2 separate regions of the Anser cygnoides genome follow, and region 1 is linked to region 2. The links are chromatin contacts, called in public Hi-C maps. All regions are on one chromosome and are shown on one strand. The core of a region is the stretch at or near the end of the contact, and the rest is flanking DNA. Distances in the headings are between cores, read along the strand shown. Region 1 holds the start of TAPT1 (transmembrane anterior posterior transformation 1). Region 2 holds the start of LOC106035386.

Region 1 (4,341 bases), core at 1,514-4,013, 230 kb before region 2:
ACTGACCTGGACACGGTATAAAAGTTTTAAAACTTGAAAGTGTAAAAAGAAACCTCCTGATATCAAATGAGCAAAATTTCCTCCATGATGATTATGTACAAGATACATTATAGGTAGATAATCATTACTGTAGTATACCTATGGGCAACCTAAGGTAAAAAAATAAAATAAAAAGTAATAATAAATGAAGTGACCTTCACAAAGCCCCGAAGATCTTACGTACTTATTTTTCTAATAAAATTCAAGTAGATTTTTATTCCCAGCCTGCATTCACTCCACGACTACCCAAATGTTTTCCACTGCTATATGAATGAAGCTGCATTTTTCTCATTGGAGTCGTTATTTTGAAACCATTCTCCCTGCTAAATGTCTCTCAGAAAACAGCGAAATTCCATCTGTGGGAATACATACAGGATAGTGTCTTGTTCCAGGAAAATCGCTTCAGGAAAAAAAAAAAAAAAAAAAAAGGTGAATAGTTATGAAACTGCAAAGTGGATTCTGACCCTTTGCAGAGTCACATGCAGAGTATGAGTAGCATGTCTCATAGCAGATAAGCTATGAAAAGCAACAAAATACTGCTTCTCATGCCCAAACAGCAGATGGCCCCAGATAATTCCCAACAGCAGATATCGTAATGAGCCACTACTTCCTAAATCAACACTGCTAAAAATTTTTCGCTAAACAACTTTTCCCCTCTGCATTTGTCAGTTCAAAGACTCAAATACCTTGGGGCCGGATTTTGCTACAGTTGCATTTACCTTCTTGAAGTGGCCAACTTGCTAAAATACCACATGTAATAGTTGAAACACACACATCTCTGCACATGTAAAAGAGCACTTCAAAATTGTGACAGGTTACAAAAGGAATGTAAGGCTCAGGAAAAACATATGCAGGGACTCTGTGGGTAGTAATTTGAGAATATCTGCTCATATGCTTTTGAGGTGTCAAAAATACAAGTGAATTCTTGGCTTAAAATTTCTGCAGTCGTACTATTATTGTGCCTTCAGCTGAACTACTTTGAATGAAAAACTGGAATATTTTGTAAACTAATCGAGGTTATCTTGGGTTAACCCAAGATGCAAAAAAAAATGTATGTGCTGTCACAACCAGTGCAAGGCAATTCATTTGATAGCTTCTCAGTGGGCCCGAAGGAAGACACAGCTGGTTGTTAGAGGATGCTTGATGCTGCAAATGCCTTCATTTGGATAAGATTGATAACGAGGTTGTGACAATTTGTTGTCCTTAAAGATCGTGCAATGCATCTTACAGATAGACATAGCTATTGCACACAGCTGGGAGGAGAGAAGCAGTCTCTCAGGGTGTCATGTAACTTTGCATGGACTGCAGCAGCTTTCCTGCTAAGAGGAATTTTTCAAATATTTTTTAGGGACTTCTGCTCCACATCCTATTTTTCAATTGCTTTTTACACCCACAGAGAAAAGAAGGGAGAAGACAAAACTGTTGATGTATTGTAACTATCATTGTTAGTTCTCTGTTTGATGTTATTATACATTTTAAAAAGCTCTCCATGGCCTGAAAACATCAGGACCTTCATTAATCCTACATGATTTTAGGCATCTAGAAGCATTAATGGCAGTGGAAATGGGCACTTTCAGACCATCCAAGGCCTGAAATGCTCTTTGAGACAACTCTTTGTTCAATTAACTTAGAGGTAGAGTTTTAGAAGAAAACTACGCACACTGTGGTCTTCCAAAGAAAGAATAAAGCACTCCTTGTTTTCCCAGGATAAGTGGCTAAATATTAAGCTGAACGAATCTGGCCTCTGAACGCATGATAAGAACACGAGAAGTGAATGTGAAGGAGATCTTGTACTTGAAATTCAGGCCAGGTATTTTGTCCTTGTGCCCATGTGAATTCCTTCTTCAAACAAGTATTCTGCCTTTACCTTGAGCAACCTACTTCTTATATTCATGTTTACTCCTCTATACATTCTAAGCGCTTTGAAACAGGAACAATTATTATTCATTAATAACCCCGCTATGACCACTGCAACTAACCAATGGCATTTTCAGCCTCGGCACTTCCCAAATTGCAAGAGTTTATGCCGCCTTGAGGGCTGGTTTGGGGGCCGGTTGGGTGTGTTGGTGTTTGTGGTCCCACGGAGCATGGCACAGGTGGTCCAGGACCCGGTGGGCTGCCGTGAGCCCTGGGCACACCAGACGACCGCAGCAGCACCATCCTTCACACAGGCTGGCTCACAGACGGCGTCTCCTTCCGGAGGCCTCCTGCACAAAGTGCCGCACAAACACGGACAGCAGGCCGCTGACCTGAAGTGCGAGGTCAGGTCCAACAAGCACATTGAAGTCCCGTTGGCTTTACAGTTAATAATTCACCTCTCACTTTCCTTTTCCAATCACGGCCTTATTTGTGCAGTGCGGCGTAGATTAATAACCTTAAAGCTGCTTTGCACTACTGCCCCTGAGCCCGCGCGACCTTTCCACGCGCGCCCTTTGCACCAACAAGAAGACACGCAAGACCTCTTCCCTCACACAACCATCTTTATTCCCACCCCACGATATAAACAGAACCCGAATACGCCCCGAGGGCCCCAGCTGGGCGGGGGGAGGCTCGGAGAGGAGGGGGAGGCTCGCAGCGGAGGCATCGCCGGGCTGCCGGCGCGCAAGCGGTTAACGGCGGCGGGGCCGCACAAGATGGCGCCGCGCCGGCTTCGCCCCCGTCCCCGCCCCGCGCTCGGCTCTGTAGCGGCGGCCGGGCCGGGCCGCGCGGCGCCGCCGTCGCACGGTGATGAGTCAGCGGCAGGGGCGCGGCGCGGCGCGGGGCTCGGGGGCGGCCAGCGCGGAGCGGGCGGCGAACATGGCCGGCGTTGCCGACGCCGCCGCGCCGGGGAGCGGCGGGGAAGGGCGGCGCGGCGGCGCCCCGGAGCAGCAGCAGCCGCCGCCGCAGCAGCCGCAGCCCCAGCAGCAGGAGGGCTGCCGCGGGGAGCCCAAGACTCTGTGGGGGAGCAGCGAGCCGCAGGCGGCCCCGCAGCAGCGGACGGAGACGCTGGGCTTCTACGAGAGCGACCGGGGCAGGAAGAAGAAGAGGGGGCTCTCGGGTGAGGAGCGGCGGCGGGGAGGGAGGCGGCGGCCCGAGGGGCTGCGGGGAGCGGGGAGGACCCCGGCGGGGCTGTCCCGGCTCCTCTCAGCCCGGCTGAGGGACCGGGTCAGCCTCAGCGGGTGCCCGAGGCGGGGCTGAGGGCGCTGCCGCCGCCGCCGCCTTCGCGAACTTGGGCGAGAGACTTCAAAAAGTGCGCCGGGGTGCGGGGAGCGGCGTTGTTGGCGGCTCCGTGAGGAGAGGAGGGAAAGGAAGGGCAGGGAACGGGGCTCGGCTGGCGGCTGAGGCCCTTCTGCCCCCTTTGCTTTGCTCTCAGCCGCCCAGCTCGGCCCCATCGGTGAAGCGAAGCTCCTACACTCGCCCCGTCCACCCTCATCTCTTCAGACGAGCGTGTTCATAAAGGGCGATGAGAGCACTGAAGTTTCACCTAGCGCGTTAACCGATCGGTGTCCGGACGCTTTTTTTAAGTTATAAGGGTGTCTGTAACGGGAAAGCTTCGCGCTGATGTTAAAAATGGGGTTGTTAAACCTGCAGCCTGCTGAGGACTGGCTCCGGAGAGCCACAGGGGCAGAGCAGTTCTGTGTCCTCAGCTCCGCTCCTCGGGTCTGGGGCACACAACTTGGCTTTCTTCCTGAGGCACGAAACACGCTTCATCGTTAAACATTGCTTGTTAGGTACACGTAATTATCAACATAATAGTCTTTTCCTCTACTACTGAAAGTAGCTGTGTTATTAGAGCCTTGAAATCCTATGCGGAGTGTTAGAAGAGTTTCTCACTGACTGTGTTTTCCTACCTAATGATTTCACAGGGAAAAATAATAAGAGAAAGTAGATTGACAGTAACGGCCTTTACACAGTTTTATTTACATTTATACTTGAACTGATTATTTTAGGTATCCATCAAGTAACTTCTGAAATTTAGCCCAGCCTCGTTCATAAAAAGTAAAAATTGTCATCTAAATGACATGGTTGACATCTACACCATAGATAAATGACATCTAAATGACATGGCCAAGTTGATTTGATGTTGGTAAACTTCCAACCAACTATTTTAGCACCTTATACTTAATAGAGTGGTTAGCTGGAAATGTGAAGAGTGCTCAAGAAGTGTTCAGATTTCCAAGCTGTCTGCCTCACCGTTGGCTGGAACGTGACACAACAGGTCATATCAAATAGAAAAGAGGAAAAAATAGTGATCGGAAATTAGCTTAAATCATATAGCAACGACTGAATGGTTTCCTTCTAAGCTTGACAGGTGTTATGTCT
Region 2 (3,927 bases), core at 431-2,930:
ATTGCCATGCTTCAGCTTCCTAAAACACCACAAGTGCTTGCAATTTCATTTATTTCTAAGAAAGGTCTACACTTTTTGCATGGATTTCCGTAAAGGCGGAAAATAAATGTTGAAATACATATCAAGAACAAAGAAATTGAAATACATAGATGCTGATCTCGTAAGAACCCAAATTCCAATGTTAACTTGTGTCACACATATGGGTAACATTAGTCAGCTCTTTTTCTCCTTCTGCCCAGGGTACTTACAGCAATTTGTTTAATGTGATAATAGTTGTTTTCGAGGCTTCCTTATGAACAAAAATGTCTTGCAGGAACAAATATGTCAGCCAGGAAGGATTAAGACACTTCCTGTGCCCTGAAGAAATATCTTCAACTTCCGTTTACTTTTATTCTGCCTCCCATTTCTTCTTGCACAAGTACTGTGTTAGAACATCAAGTGGTATAAATGAAAGCACTTTTCATTGTAAATATCCTGTGGTATACACTGCTGTAAATACAGCCAAATACTTTTCCCTCTCTTTAGAACAATTATTAATTTTTTTTAACTTGAGAGTATTTTTTGTACAGACTCACGTTTCTGAAAAACATCCCCGTTCTTTTTCTGTTGAGCAGTCTCCATGCCTCAGTGAATACACACACCTTTATTATTTCTGTATTTATTTATATAGTGCTATAGATATATGCTAGTTATATGTTGATGCACCAGTTCTCACTTAACGCATATTGCTGAAGGCAAAATCTTTCTAATCTTTGAGTAAATTGCTGATGATGGATTTCTCCTGCAAATGTGATAGAAAGATAACAAGTTCACTTGTTATCTGCAGCAGGTTCTTTAGGAAAGCAAGACTTGCCCAGAAATAGATGTGCAATGTTGGGCTTGGTATGGTGGAGACACACCAAATGCTGTACTTTACTCCGGTTACTGCTTCAGTGCTTTTCCTCCCTATTTCCCTTCATAACCTCTCTGAAACATGGCCATACTGATGGGGCATGTTAGTCACATGGTTTAAAGTCTACTGTTTTGGATTCAGGATTAGAGAGAACAACCATCCATGGAAGTCAAGGAAAGTTTTTTTTTTTTTTTTTTTTTTTTTTTTTTACCATTGACTTCACTGCAGACAAGTTTTGCCCAATAATTTCAGAAGAGATACCAGAGGCATCACTGATGGGAACTTCTACATAGAAACAAGTAGAAATTTTCACTAATTTTTCATCAAGACTAAAATTTCTGTTTAGAAACACACAGGTTAACTTGAAAAGATAGATACAGAGTTTTAGAATGGCTCTTCTGCAAGGACACACCAGGTTAGGGCTCAACAACTTCCCAAAGAAAATGTAGGGGCTGCTCGGTGGTGTTCTGCAAAAAGGACATGAACTGTCATAACGTGCCGGAGGGAATGGAAGCGGGTTCAGTAATTGCTGGGATCCCCACCTCATCCCTGTCAAGCTTCCTTTCTTCACTGGCCACTTGGAGAAATACAACATCGAGCCAGATGGACTTCTGATGTGACTCAGCACAGCCATTTCTAATTTGTTAGCTTTGATTTAAATACTTCATGTGATGGCTGACCTAACACACCTCCAGGGAAATTTTTCCCACAGTTAGATAGCCTTAAGAGTCATACCTTAGCTCTGGCCTGAACTTGTTTACCTTTAGCTTCCAGTCACTGGATCTCATGATGTCTTTTTCTGTTATGTTAATGAAGAATCTAACCTCAGAAATCTTCTCTCCATGTAAAGTCTTGTAGAAAATGACCAAGTCTCCCCTTAAGGTAGTCCATGAAAAATACAAATTTTTAATCTTGCCTCCCACGCTCTGGCAGATCACACTGGATGCAGATCACTGTCCCCTGCTCTCTGTCCCTCTCTCCTAGAAGAGAAGTCTGCCCATGAACCGGAGTCAGCAAAATTTACAGCACATCTGCCTTGGAGATAGTCTAGTTCACAAACCAAATATTAACTCAAACTACCATGAAATTCAGCAAATATTTATGTTCTGAATCCCTGGAAGATGAGGAATAGACACGTTCTCTCTTGTTATTTCTGCCACATGGGAGTGGTAGCTTCCAGCGGAAGGGAGGCAAACGGGGGAGCGTTAATCCCCTACTATTACTCAGGCATTAACTCCTGGCAGAATAACCCCAATTCTGTGTGATTTCCTGTTTTAGGCTTTGAAATATGACCTTGAAACTGCCCATATTGCAAGCTCCTCTAAGCAACAGAGTTCACCAGCCTCTGTTTCTTGAGGGTTTGCATCTTTGGTTCATAAATTCTACCTACAGCAGTAACCCAAGTCTCCCCGCTTCCTCGTGTGCTGTGACACCCTTTGCAAGAAACACATGCACTGCCTCCAAAACCAGAGTTGTGTTTACTAGCCGAGAAGGAAATGCAACCATCTGCTGGCTGGCCAGCTGTACAATACCTCTGTTTTGCCTTGCTTTCTTTCTCTTGTGTAACTGCTATTTTTTTTTTTCCCCAGAGTTGCACAAATTTAATCTTCCAAGATTTGTGCACCTTTGTCAAATATGACTAAGTAGGTCAACATGCTCAAAAGTTCTTGGAAGCGGAAAGGATGAATGGAAAAGGAAACACCCAGTGCTGCAATTGCTTAAGCATCATTTCCGTAGATAAAGAGATAAAAGGATTATGTGTGCTGTGTGATCTAGATAATCCTCAACACGTGATCTCTCCTCATTATCTATTAATTTTACCAAGGATTTCACATTTTATTCCCGAGCATTAGCACAGTGAGGAGTACTGGGCTAAGACGTATGTGTGCCTTTGCTCAAAGTATTTCAATTTGTTTACAAGTAGTTGCTTAGATTTTTAACCTGGCCAGCTTTTAGTCTATCAAACATACGCCACTGACTTTGCATGGAGGAGTTTTCAGCCAGGAAGTTGTGCTGCATGCACTGTACGGTTGAAAATGCAATTTGGGGACGTTGGTTACGTACTGGCAGGTCGTTCGGCAGTTACGAACGCCTTTTGCCAGATTAATTTGTAATCTCAATTCTGCTGAGCATTCCTGCTTCTTTTGTTTCGATAGGAGTGGGTGAGCACCCAAGGGCGGCGTTCCTGCTCCTTTTGTCTCAGACACGAAGCAAGGAGAAGCAAGGACAGCATGGAGGGCTGGGAGCCGCCACCACTGCTGCCAGGGGCTGGGAGAAGATCCCCACAGCAGCCCGGTGGGGGACACGTCCACCTACCCCCCAAACCCCGGTTCCTTTGCAGACACTCCTCCCTTTCCTCACATACAGACATATGGTCACCCCCTCCATTTTGGGGGGGAAGAGAGGGGGGGGCATTTTTATTCATCGCATGTCAACAGAGTGAAATTTCTACTGCTCCCCAGCTTAACACAATGTTCAGAAGGCGCAGTGCCTCCAGCACAGGCACCCCGAGGGTGAGGGACAGCCGTGCTTGGGACCCCCTCCTCAGTTCCCCCCCCCCCTTCTGGGGCCTGGCTGTGCTCCCCGCCTCACACCACCGCGCCACCACCACTGCGCACGCGCGCCGCCCACCCCGAGCAGCGGCGGCGGCGGCGGGGCGGTGGCGGCGGTCACGTGGCACCGGGCCGCTCCCGCCTTTCCCCCCCCCCCCCCTCCCCGCGCATGCGCGTTGCGGGGGGTGTCGCCGCCGCCGCCGTTAGCGCCGCCGGTGCCGGCGGGGCTCTATGGGGAGAACATGGCTCCCTTCCCCGAGGAGGTGGACGTCTTCTCGGCGCCGCACTGGCGGATGAAGCAGCTCGTCGGGCTCTACTGCGACAAGGTAACGGCGGCGGGCGGGCGGGGCCGGCCTCTGCCCCGCTCCCCGGAGGGGTTTTGGAGAGTGCGCAGCTGTCAGCGCGCCCCCTCCCCTCAGCGCCCCCGGCCCCGGGACCCCCCTCCCCTCCCCGCCCCGTCACGGGGGGGGCGTGCGCGCCCTC

What was found. A called contact is a pair of places that touch in the nucleus more often than the background predicts.
Region 1: a contact with region 2 is called in a Hi-C map of liver, with 3 times the contacts expected there. The contact joins the promoter of TAPT1 here to the promoter of LOC106035386 in region 2. A contact is called at or near these places in 3 of 7 Hi-C or Micro-C datasets (all in liver).

The regions. Positions count from the first base shown.
Region 1 is chr4:16,072,002-16,076,342 of Taihu_goose_T2T_genome, reverse strand. TAPT1 (transmembrane anterior posterior transformation 1) reads left to right here and starts at 2,763. Exons shown (of 15, transcript XM_048046954.2): 1 at 2,763-3,076. The coding sequence starts at 2,767. LOC136790644 (a long non-coding RNA gene) reads right to left here and starts at 686. Exons shown (of 3, transcript XR_010830970.1): 1 at 224-686.
Region 2 is chr4:15,837,531-15,841,457 of Taihu_goose_T2T_genome, reverse strand. It overlaps LOC106035386, which reads right to left and starts at 1,680. Exons shown (of 17, transcript XM_066995830.1): 1 at 1,628-1,680; 2 at 249-383. The coding sequence starts at 1,680. It overlaps FBXL5 (F-box and leucine rich repeat protein 5), which reads left to right and starts at 3,612. Exons shown (of 11, transcript XM_066995667.1): 1 at 3,612-3,770. The coding sequence starts at 3,687.